Regions from separate parts of the Drosophila melanogaster genome. Here region 2 is linked to region 1. Evidence: chromatin contacts called from public Hi-C data. All regions are on one chromosome and are shown on one strand. Each heading gives the region's core, a stretch centred on a gene start, on an enhancer-like site or on the middle of the called end of the contact. The rest is flanking DNA. Distances are from core to core; before and after follow the strand shown. Region 1 holds the start of Nup153 (Nucleoporin 153kD). Region 2 holds the start of CG9609.

Region 1 (6,467 bases), core at 266-2,765:
AGGCCAGTCCGCAGCCGTAAAGGGTGAACCTGACACTGACGGCGCCCTTGTTGCCCCAAATGCCACCGAAACCGGTCCTCGTGAACTCCGCCTCGATGTCCTGCAAGTGCTCAACGTGCTGCCGCCTCACGAACATGCTGAGCAGCAGCCCCTGCATCTGCTCGGTCTTTACGGCCACATAGTCGTAGTTGCGTAGCAGTTCCTTAGCCTTGTGCGTCCACGGATCCTCCTTGAACAGTCCCAACACCTGTTGCTGCGGCTGGGCATTGACCTCCTGGAGCCCCAACGCATAGATGTCCGGCAAGTGGGCATTAGTCTCCTTCGTGTCCTTATCCACCGTCACATCCTGCAGTCCCAGCAGATGGCGGAGGGATATGTTATCCGGAAATCGACTGCCCACATTCCAGGTGACCACATATACCCGGTAAGTTTCCAGCTGTTGCTTCCCTTTGCCCTTCGATCCGTCCGGCTCCGAGTCCGGAATCTTGGGTGTCTTGCTAGCCTCCGTTTGGCTCATTGTTGCTGGACTTGACAAATCGAAGAGATTAACCCAACTGGCTGCTCACAGCAATCAAGTTGTTTACCCAACCGATTAAGGTTTTATTGTGTAAGTCGATTCTTTATGCCTTTGTGGATTTTGTTGCTCCAATCTGGGTTGCTGGTTAAGTTGGGTGGTGAACAGCGGCGAGGGCGGTCGGTAATTGCTGAAAATATTGCAGCACAAATAGTTTTTAACACTTGTTTGCCCAGCAGCAGCAACAACAACAACTGTGCTACAACAACACGACGAACACAATAACAACAACTAGGGATGGCAAAACTGAGAAGATGACGATATCGACTAGCGGTATTTATTTTCCAGCCCTAAAAATGTAAATTTCTTAGACGTTAAGAGGTAACATATTTGATTCATCTAGTAGTAAATTCAAGTTGTTTTAAAATGGCTTGCTAAAATTGAACCAAAACAATATGGTTTCCCCTATAACCCATTTTTTAAGATTTATTTAACATTTATACTGTATAATTTCTTTGTCATATTTGCACCTTAATAAGGGCTTTTATATTTGGCGCTCATATTATGTTCGTTTATTATATTTGCTTTATTTCTAATGCAGAATCTGTGGTCACTCTAGCACTCGCTGAATTTTAACTCGCTGGAAATTCTTTTTAGGACAACTATCGATTAACATTAGTACAGTATTTAAACTTTTGCATTATCACACAGCCAAGTAAAAACCTAAACAAATACCTCACTCCAACTTAAAGATACAAACGAGAATTCCTTTTAGTCAATGCAAATGCTTAGTATTCAAATGACAACACAAGCAAATGGTTACATATGTTATAAGTCGCACTTGAAGCGGTTCTTGAGTAATAAGCCCGTATGGCAGTTCATCACCAATTAAAAATATTTAATAATTACAGACTTCCAAACCGTAAACGTGCATGTAACCGATAGCTGCAGGCAACGTATCGATTAGCACACGCTGCCCGACACGCCGATAGTATCTGACAAACATCGATTTTGGTTCCAGCTCTACTTTGTGGCCACACACGCGTTTTTTCCCCAATCAAATCGTGCTCTTTTGAAATTCTGTTTCTTGCAAATCGGTGGTGCGTGTTCTCGTGCAACAATGGAAAACCTGAATGCGACCAGCGGCAAATGTTAAATTGCAATTAAAAGTGTGGATTTCGCGGCGGTAAAACGCCAAAATTCGTACCGAATCGCTGCGCGCGTGTGTGTGTGAGCAGAGCGTGAAGAAGAGGAACGAAGAATTGCGAAAGCAGTGTGTGCGGAAGAAGTGGAAGAAGCACAAAGACAAAAGGAAGGTGAAAATATATCAAATATATATCAAATCTATCCGGCAAAAGTAAAACAAATATTGAAGAAAACGGGCGGCATGCTGGAAAGCGGTAAGGGCAAAGCCAAAAGCAAGAACCTCGAGCGCTTCGCCCGAATTCGGTATTCAATCCTTTTTCCCGCCTCTAATTTTGCAGTGCTTGTGCCCAGAATTTGCTCTTCATTGGTGGCCAAGAAGTCAAATCCTGATCAAACGCGACCAGTTTGTGGCGCCAAACAGAATATTATTTAAAAATATCGCGGCGTGTGTAAAACCTCGGCGAAACGCGAACAAAAAAAACCACGACGGCGTGCGTAAGCGCACTCACACCTTTGCACACGCACAGACAGAGAGAGAAGGCAGGATAGAGAGTGAGAACGAAGCGAGTGAGCGAACATTATCCGCACCTACACATACAAACTAGCTCGCAGGAATTGCAACAGTGTGTGCTTTTTTTTTGGTTTTTTTTTTTACTTACGTTTTTTGTTGTGTGTGCGGCAACGCTTCTTTTTCGCGTTTTTTTTGCATCTCTCTTTTGTGCCGTTGCTTCGCCGGCTAAAAAGGTGAGTCTGAATCTAAAGCGGCATAATGGAGGATGCACAGGAGCAAAGGGAATCCTCGCAAGCCGAATTGGCCAAAAAGCATCCGCTGACGCCGCTCAAGGAGCTGCCTGAAGAAAGCGAGGAGGAGGAGGAGGAAGAGGATGAATCCTCGGCGGGAGCCCTACGGGAGTCTGACAGCAACAACGTAAGTACAGTCGACGATAACTTGGTTCCCATCAAATATCCAACTTCCGTGCAATTGCAATTGCAGTCCATCATGGGGAAGATGAAGATGCGCGTGTCCAGCATTCTGCCCGCCTCCTTGAGCGGTTGGTTTTCGCCGTCGTCCAAAGATGGGAACGATGCCTTATCCTCCCCAGCTAATCTCCGCCAGTCACAGCCACGCCAGTCCAATGGACGCCTCACTACCAAGCGGAAACGAGGACGCCGTCGGATAATGCTAGCCGAAGTGGATGCCGATGCAGCCGATGATCTTGATGACGGCTCCGATGCCAAAGGCCTCAACTATGAGGAGGTGGCCCTGGCCGACAACATAGCCGAACACGACCTGGCCGCCGAGGATGAACAGACGCGGCGGAGCGAGTACAATGTGTTCCTGCTGCGCAAGCGAGCCGGGGCTGTTGCAGCTGCCGGCGGTGACGAGGATGAGGCCGAGGAGGATGAACTGGAAGAGGACGACGAGGATGGCGATGAGGAGGATGACGATGAAGAGCAGGAGAATCTCCAACAGTCCGCCGCCGTGCAGACCAAGCGTCGACGCCTGGAGGTAAGATCACATCTTCAATCCTGTCTACATTTCCCAACTAATCTTGAATCCCTTTCAGCTGGAGACCCCCGTCAATTTGCCGAACATGCGTCGTCTGCCCCTTTTGTCATCCACGCCTGCTGCTCCGCTCGCGGCTGCCACCAGCTCCTCCAGCTCCCAGATGTACAAGGGCGTCAGCCACATTGCGCCACATCGGCGCAATCACCTCAATTTGTATGGTAGTCAACGGCAGCGCGAACCCGCGTACAACTTTTTCACGGGCAACGAAGCTGCCGAGGGAAGCACCGGGGATCTGCCACACAGGTATGTTACTGCAGTCATGCTTACTAAAAGTGTTAATATGGAATTCAAAAAGATAACTACCTTAGAGCTCGTTTCAAACAAACTCAAATTTGGGCGTTGCATAGCCAGGCTATTGCCAAGACGAAAAAGAAGAAAACCTTAGTGAAAATTATAAGGCAATCATTTAAATCATTTTAGCATCCGCCGTTCACTGAACATACCTTTCGGAGGCAGCAGCACCGCTACCAGCTACAACAACAGCCTATCCAGCCTTCCTAACCACAAGCGACCATCGCTCATAGGCAAGCAAACCCATCGACGCGATCTTACCATGGATGAGACGGGGACTGGCCCGGCCATGAGTTCGGAAGAACATCTCAATCATTTGCTGAGAATAAGCAGGACCAACAACAATACTAGCAACAATAATAATAATAATAATAACAACAACAATGTCATTGAGACAAAAACAAGACGAAGTGAACTGTCTGCGGCCGCAGGAGGTTGCGGTGATTCGCAGTCCGAGAGCGATATGAACGAATACCACGACAATGGTGAAGGGCACGACGGACTTCGTCCGTCGCATTACAACAGCAACAGCAATTTAGAATTTTACGGAAATCTGCAGAGCTCCAAGTCAATATTTAACAGAAGCAACACCGCCGCACAGCAATCGCATCGGAATTCTACGTGGTCGCTGAATTCCCTTACCCAACGACGTCGCTTCAATGCGTCCATATACGGCAGTACGTCGGCACTGAGCGACAGTCGTCTGCTTAGTGGCAGTGCCTCTAACTCAGGCTCTGCATCTGCCTCTAGCTCGCCCTTTTACCAGGGACGCACCACCTTCGGGGGCAATTCCGGCAACAATCGCCTCTTCAGTCGCAGCAATCTTAGCTCATCCGCCGCATCCTCAATGTTGGGACTCAATTCTGCCGGCAGCTCACCGGCGCATCAGCTGCATGCTTCCATGACTGGTGGTATTGGATACGGTATGAAAGCGGTAGATATGCGACCTTCAGACTCCGGCAGTCTTGCGGAGACATCTGTGGGCCAAGGTGGCAGTAAGAAACCCGGTACCGGGCTGTCGAACACCACGATGCGCATTCTCAACCTACTTGAAAGCTACTCCACGCCATTGATCGATGCCAAGCGAATGGGGAGCAGCATCAAGGAGCATCAAAGCAGTCGCCAACAGCGCCAGGGTACGCCAGCCACCCCGTATCTACGTTCCACGAGTGCCAGCCGCAATGTTTCGGTGCCCAATCACATCAACGAGTTGGCGGAACTGCGCTCTAACAAACTGCTGGTGCCGACGATGCAGCAGCTTCTGGAACGTCGTCGTCTACACCGCGTTACACAGAACTCTCGAGATGTGGTTCACAGCCAGAACGTTCGTGCTGGTGGGGAAAACAACCAGGAGAAGCCCAAGCCAACTGCACCATATGTTGCTCCGATAGACCAGTCGGCTAACCATACTCAGCACACAAACAAGATGCGTTCGCGTCTTTCGCACCAGACGCGCAACAAGGAGACACGCACGGCGGAAGAGGAAGCACCCCCGCCGCTGGATTTGCCACAGATCAGCTTTCCGGACATGGCAAGCGCCCCAAAGTTTGATTTGATAATCAAACCCACGGTGCCAGTGGTATCAAAACCATCTACCACCGACCCAATCCAAAGTAGCAAAAGTAGCAACACCAACCTCTCTACTACAAACTCCAAGCAGATGCCAAACTTCCTGGCTAATCCCCAGCCTGCGGCACCAATTGTTAACTTCGCTGCCAATGGAAACGTTTCTGCAATCAGTAAACCAAGTAAACGCACATTCACCTTCTCAGAACCCACACCTTTGTCGAACTTTCAGGAGAACTGCATCCCCAAGCCGAAGATCAATCGCAAATACACCTTCTCGGCACCGGCACCACTGGATGATTTGCGTATAACGAACAAACAGTCGCAGCCAACCATAAACGGAACGCCGTCATCCAAGGAGTGGGAGTGTGATACGTGTATGGTGCGAAACAAGCCCGAGATCAACAAGTGTGTGGCCTGTGAGACGGCCAAGCCGGTAGCATCTGCGGCTCCTGTCCAAGCACCATTACCACCATCTACAGCAGCTATTGACACACAAAGTTTCGTTGGTTTTGGGGATCGATTCAAGAAATCGACGACTGCCTGGGAGTGCGATGCCTGCATGCTGTCCAATAAGGCTGAAGCCAGCAAATGCATTGCCTGCGAGACTCCAAGGAAAACTGTTGCACCAAAGGTCAACAACTTCTCACCGTTGATTACAAATGCGAAAAGCAACGAGTGGGAGTGCTCTGTGTGTCTGGTGCGCAACAAAGTCGAGGTCAGCAAGTGTGTGGCCTGTGAGTCGGCCAAACCAGGCGCAACTATGGCTCTCCCTGCAACATCTAATATAGCTGTTGCGACTCCCTCTATAATTACGGATGGCTTTGGGGATCGATTCAAGAAATCAGCGACTGCCTGGGAGTGCGATGCCTGCATGCTGTCCAATAAGGCTGAAGCCAGCAAATGCATTGCCTGCGAAACTCCGCGAAAATCTTCGACTCCAATAGCGAACAGTAGTTACCCGTCGATCAACAATAATTTGCCAGCCGGATCCGGTTTTGATATTTCCTTCACGCGAAAGGCAAACATGTGGGAGTGCCAAACATGCCTGGTGATGAACAAGTCGAGTGATGAGGAATGCATTGCCTGTCAAACGCCAAACTCACAGGCGAGAAACAGCAACAGCGAGTCCGCACTGATTTCATCCATAAGCTCTTCCTCGGCATCGTTCTCCGGATCTTTATCCAGACCCTCATCTAGATCATCCTCTGGGTCAACCTCAACCTGTGGGTCAGTTTGTTCGGGATCTATCGTCAGCATTAGCTCCACCACCGAAAGCGCCAAAGCATTATCAGCAAAAAAGGTGCCCCCCAAGCCGGATGCCGGATTTCAGCAGCTAGTGGCAGCCCAAAAAACATCAACTTGGGAATGCGAAGCATG
Region 2 (5,954 bases), core at 1,370-3,869, 190 kb after region 1:
CAATCCTCTAATCCACTTGCATTGCACAGTATGTCTGCCACATGCGCAGCAACATCAAATACAGTCCGGACAAGATGTGGTACATCGCTGCCTTTGTTCGCGGAATGTCCGTCGACGAGGCGCTGAAGCAGCTGAACTTTGTGCTCAAAAAGGGGGCCACCGATGTGAAGGAGACCATACTGGAGGCCCAGCAAATAGCCGTGGAGCGGCATAACGTGGAGTACAAGAGCAATCTGTGGATAGGTGAGCCGCAGGGGCACAAGGAATCTATGTATCCACTATGAATGATGGATTATCATTAGTTTCTTCATCACTAACCATTATATTGATGAATCTTTGTCTGTTCTTACCTACCAGCCGAATCCTTCGTGGGCAAGGGACGCGTCTTCAAGGGCGTGAGGCGGCATGCTCGCGGTCGCTTCGGCAAAGTGGAGTACAAGCACTGCCACTACTTCGTGCGCCTGGAGGAGGGCGAGCCGCCGCAGCACTACTACCAGGAGCCGCAGACGCCGGAGCAGCAGTACGAGAGCTGGATGGAGCAGATGCGAAGCCGGAAGATCATCAACTCGCTGTAGCCACCTGAATTGGCACTCGTATGCAATCGATCCGCACTCCTGCAGTCCTCCATCGCCATCGCGTCCACGCGCATTAAGCATTTTTTTTGGTTTTAGAAGATTGTTTAATAAAATAGAAACAGACAAAAGAACTATGTCAGAGGTTCATATTGTTCTTATTTTTACTTAGAGGAGTTTATTTTATTTAGTTTTGCGCGTATATACACAATGGATATTATTGGTTTTCTCTCTGGATGCCCGAGAGTTTCGGAACTCTAGTTGAAGTCAGGGAATGTTTGCAACTGTAAGCTTAAAGTAAATAAACTAATTCGCTCCAGGCGAATACTACTAATAATAGCTTACTAATTTATGCAAATTAATGCAATTTCGGATGTTTCTGAACGCAAATCCTAAGTATTTACTGATAAATTAGTTGTTTCTCTTTTAGAAGTTGTGGTTTAAATTAAAGTAGTCATTCAATTGTTAGCCTCTTGACCAGACCTTCTCACTCCCGTCCCTTTGAATGGCCTTTTGCTCTACTCCTGCTCCTTTTCCTCTTCATCCTGCAGGGTCTGTGCCAGCAGCTCCTCGACGGGGTCATCCTTCAGCGACTGGGTGATCTTTTCGAGGACCAAAGGCTGTCGCTCGCGCACCGCCTCATCATCTTCCTTGTCCAATTGCAGGCAGGCCAGTTTGGATAGCCTCGAATGTTTGCTGCGTCCAGCATCGCGTCGTCGCTTGCGGGATGTGGACTTAGTTTTGCCCCCTTCTCCAGTCTTACTCTTGTCCTTCTTCTTGGCTTTCAATTCCTTTTTCGTCGCACCATCTTTGTGATCCCTGAGCAGATGTCTCGCCAGATTCTGCGCACTGCTGAAACAGCGGCCGCAGTCCAAGGCCTGGCACTCGAAACGCCTGCCCGAGTGGGCGGTGAGCATGTGCTGGCGTAGATTCCTGAGGTACGAGTAACTCTTGCCGCATCCCTCCTCGTTGCAGGTGAAGGAGGTGGCGCACTCATCCGTCTGCGCCGCCTCCTTGTGCTTCACCTCGAGGTGACGCTTCAGTTCGCTCGGCTTGTCGAAGGCACTATCGCAGCGGTCGCACTTATGGCGATTCTTGCCGTGCAACGAGTCGCGACAATGCTTCGTATACAACGTCCATTTGTCGAACTGCAGCGGGCAGCCGGGACACTCGTACAGCTTGCAGCTGGGCTCGTGACTCTGGCACTGCCACTGCTGGTAGAAGCCGCGCGAGCACTTCGAGCAGCTGTACGGATACTCCAGCGTGTGCTCCCTGATCTCGTGGCGCTTCAGCTTGAGCTTTTGCGAGAATTTGGCACTGCACTGGCTGCACGGATAGACCTTTGGGCTCTCGTGGGTTTCGCGCATGTGGCGGGTCATGTTGCTAACCGAGATGAACATCTTGCTGCACTCCTCCAGCGCGCACTTCACCGTCTTCTTGGCCGCCGACTCCGGACGCTCGTGGGTGCTGCGCAGATGCCTCTTTAAGTGCGTCACAATCGAGTACGTCTTGTCGCAACCCTCGTACGAGCAGGCGTGCTTCTTCTGCAAAGTGGTGGCGGCGTTACTACTGGCTTACACTTAACATACTCTAACTATACTCACAATCCCTGTGTGATGATACTCATGGCGATCCAATTGGTCCAGCCGCTTGAATGTGGCCTCGCATTTGGGCATGCTGCACGCGTACTTGGCCGAGCCGATGCTGTTGCGGCGTCCCTGGCGCTGCTTGAACTCCTCCAGAGCGGTCTCCATATCGCTGTCGCTGGCAATTTGCGTTCCAGGCGGCATTTTTGAGGGTTTTTATCTCCGAAATATTGCAATCTCTTTTTTTTTTGTGTTTTAGGTTACCGCGACATCCGCAAATGTCGTGGAATTATTTGGCCACACTCGTGTACGTGGAAATAGCCAAGGACTTAAGGTTGAAGAGATTGATTTTATTTCAATTTGGTGTAGCAAATCTATAACTTATAGGTTTCTTTTAATTTGGTGTAGAAAATCGATGATGTCCCTGGTAAGCGTTTATGATTTCGTTTTTGGAGAGATGGTAGATTTTTTGGTATTTTTCCAGGGCTGGAAATTGCTGCCTAGCAGTGTTGTACTGCAACAACTGAATAAGATGTACGATACGTTATCGAAAACGTTACATTGGTCACATTATTATTCATTTATTCAAAATATAATTGTCACATACGTTATAGCTAAGATTTTTTTTAATGTGCCTGGGAAAAGTTTGCAGTAACCCCGTTGTTTATTTGCAGAAAATTCTGCGTATTCCTTTTCCCAGTCTTTTTGAATGATTCTGTTTAATTCTCCAACTCACTACGGTGAAAATTCCTTGCGTCGATGCATTTAACAAATATATGCTTGTTAGTCCCCCGTCTCAGAAACTACAATCAAGAATTGGTCTGAAGACGAGTATAATAATATTCTATATAGACAAGCAGTCAGATACGCCTGAGAAAAAGGAAATTCAAATTTCATTGCACTAACGTGAGCTAGTGATGACAAAAACGGTAATTGGCTCAACTATCGTACCGGTGTGCGGTACCTATCGGAATTGGAATCAATGCTGGAAAAGGTAACTATATTTTGGTACACGGTATTTTTAAATTTAAGTACTGAAATTAACTAATATTTATTTAATTAATATTTTGTGCGATTATTAATACCAATTAAAAAATATTGATCGATAATCTGGAAAAAAATGCACTTGATATTTAAGATATTTGAGAAACTGCAAACAGTTTCAAATTGTCCGCTCTTGCCAGCTGCGGAGGAATTTCCCCATTTCCCAGTTTGGTCACATCGCGCTGTCGAAAGAAAATTTTTTTCTTGCAAAGAGAAACAAAGCAAAGCAATAGTCGAAAGTGAGAAAGACGAAAGAGGAGACAAAGGAGCGAAACGGAGAAAATCAGAGAAGCAGCAAGCAGAGCAGGAAGGGGGATTGGATAGGAACTCGAAAGCAATCGGCCAGGATCGGGAACAGGATGAACAACGGATTCAGCACCGGCGAGGAGGACAGTCGCGGGCACACGGACCAAACGTGCTGCCTAATCGACGACATGGAGCGGTGTCGCAACCAGGCTGGCTACGCCAGCTACTCCAAGCGCATCCAGAAGACGGTGGCCCAAAAGCGGCTCAAGCTCAGCAGCGATCCGGCCGCGCAGCACATTTACATCTGTGACCACCACAAGGAGCGCATCCAGTCGGTGCGCACCAAGCGTCGGCGCAAGGACAGCGAGGACGACAGCAACGAGACGGACACGGACCTGCACGAGTTCCCCGATCTCTACCAGCTGGGCGTGAGCACGCTGCGACGCTACAAGCGCCACTTCAAGGTCCAAACGAGGCAGGGCATGAAGCGGGCGCAGCTGGCGGATGTAAGTTTGACCTAGTTAACGAATTGAGCAGGCTATGTCCACTTTCTGTTGCCGGATTTCAGTGGGGTAACACGCTGGTCTAATGTGCTCCGTGATGCTCCATAGTTGGCCCTCTTGTAGTAGCCTCCACTCTAAAGAAAAGGCAGAAAAATGTGCCATGCCCTTTATAAGGTTTTCTAAACCCTGTTTTAATCAAGTTGCAAACCTCTACTCTTCTCCCGCAGACAATTATGAAACACTTCAAGACAATACCCATCAAGGAGAAGGAGATCATCACATTCTTCGTGTACATGGTGAAGATGGGCTCGAATAAGCTGGACCAGAAGAACGGCCTTGGCAACGACACCACCTGAAGGCGCGTCGGCGGGCGGAGGGAGGAGGAGGACGCCGACGACGTCTACTCCTTTTAACGCTGGCCAACTGCCGATCAAAAGAAATTAACAACCAAACTTCTCACATTGTTGCTGCATTTGCTGGACGTCGGCATTGTTGACCAGAATAGGGATGAACGAGAATATTGATAGTGCAATGGCTCATCCTCATCCGTGTGACCCCCAAGAAACCCAATCCTATACCCATAAGCCACCACTGCCCAAACCCTTAAGCCTTTCCCCCGACTCCCCGGAACACAAGTAATATGCGAAAAGTAAAACAGCAATGAAAGAACGTAAGGAAGAAGGCAACTGGTGCTCCCACGAAAAACAAAACAAACAAAAATTAAAAATAAATAAACTAGTATGTTGCGAAAGTGAGTCTAATATTAAAAAAGAAATTTACAAAAACTATTTGTAGCCTTGGTCCGTTGTTAATAGCTCTTTATACACGCACTACATTAAATAAACTATGTAAATTTACAAGAGAATTAACAGAAAACACAACACACTCAATCAAATAGCAATTCGTATTCTTAGGCTTAAAGACATGTTTATTTGATCGTTTGTATTATACATCATGTTAAGTGAAGTGGGGCTCTGGCTAGACATCAGTTAGTAGTAACCAGATACTTTAAGCGAATCAAAACACAATTAGACTTCAATGTGAAAGCAAATTGAATCCGGAAGCCAATACCAATTATCGCTACAAACAGAGAAATAACGAACGAAATAATTTGCAATATTTAAACTAAAACATCGTGTCGTTTGCCCCGGCGGTTTGGAGATATATTTAGAGCTCTAGTTTAAGCCTAACTTAGACGAACATCGGTTCCACAAATCAATTGGAATTACGCATTAAACGATTTATGTTAAAGCCTAGACTGATTTTAGCCATACATATAAGCCTAAATAAAACTTAATAGAAAGCATTTTCTCTTAACTACACGACTATCACAACGGCTAGATGTATCGCTTGGCTTCCTCCTCGGAGTCGCTGTGATCTGGAGAAGAATCAATGCGTTATTAATGGGACTCCAGCCATGATTGCCAACTTACTTTGCTTCCTCGGCGGTGTCTTTTTGTTCGCCTTGTATTTGCCGCGACTTTGTTTGCCTTTAAGGCCTGCCTTCGATGGGCTTGCTTCCGAGCGCATGGGCAGTTCCTGGGAGTCCTCATCGTGTGGCAGCCAGTCGCTGGTGTCCATCGGTGCGCCAGCACTTTCCTCTTTGGACGGCTCTTCGTTGGCCACAGGCGTCTCACTGCTCTCGTTATTATCCAACTGCATTTTCTCGCTTGGCGGAGGTTGCTGCTCCTGTTTCTGTCTGCCCATCAGTTTGTTGTAGCTCAACTTGTGCTCCGTATTTAAAATCAGTGCCACCAGCCCATCGACCGATTGATCGCCCTGCGATCGACACTCTTCGTCCAGCGCCAAAGCTTTGCGTACGAAATTCAACAGAGACTTGCAACGAACCGCCGCATTGCGGGCACACTGCATGATGATGCGGGCATTTGTGGGTGCAGTGCCTCCGGCAGTCAGGCTGCACAGCTCCTGGAAGGAGTTAAAGCTCAGGACAATTACCGAATCGGCGGCGTTCTCCTCCAGCAGCGTAGGATCCAGTATTGGTT

What was found. Hi-C and Micro-C count contacts between places; a contact is called where the count stands out from the background.
Region 2: a Hi-C map of the Kc167 cell line shows a contact between it and region 1, with 2.6 times the contacts expected there. The contact joins the promoter of CG9609 here to the promoter of Nup153 in region 1. A contact is called at or near these places in 28 of 107 Hi-C or Micro-C datasets (the Kc167 cell line, the ML-DmBG3-c2 cell line, the OSC cell line and 8 more) and 1 of 6 datasets of contacts at active chromatin or transcription factors (the Kc167 cell line).

The regions. Positions count from the first base shown.
Region 1 is chrX:16,597,726-16,604,192 of dm6, forward strand. It overlaps Nup153 (Nucleoporin 153kD), which reads left to right and starts at 1,516. Exons shown (of 8, transcript NM_132908.5): 1 at 1,516-1,914; 2 at 1,999-2,588; 3 at 2,655-3,170; 4 at 3,229-3,473; 5 at 3,651-6,467. The coding sequence starts at 2,430. CG9784 reads right to left here and starts at 771. Exons shown (of 1, transcript NM_132907.3): 1 at 1-771. The coding sequence starts at 517.
Region 2 is chrX:16,784,389-16,790,342 of dm6, forward strand. It overlaps CG9609, which reads right to left and starts at 2,620. Exons shown (of 2, transcript NM_132933.3): 1 at 2,177-2,620; 2 at 727-2,116. The coding sequence starts at 2,362. The coding sequence ends at 1,091. It overlaps Sap30 (SIN3-associated polypeptide 30), which reads left to right and starts at 2,895. Exons shown (of 3, transcript NM_001298423.1): 1 at 2,895-3,152; 2 at 3,297-3,954; 3 at 4,179-5,256. The coding sequence starts at 3,562. The coding sequence ends at 4,307. It overlaps mRpL22 (mitochondrial ribosomal protein L22), which reads left to right. Exons shown (of 3, transcript NM_078655.4): 2 at 30-243; 3 at 358-704. The coding sequence ends at 575. It overlaps Rrp45 (Rrp45,), which reads right to left. Exons shown (of 3, transcript NM_001298424.1): 2 at 5,385-5,954; 3 at 5,017-5,329. The coding sequence ends at 5,289.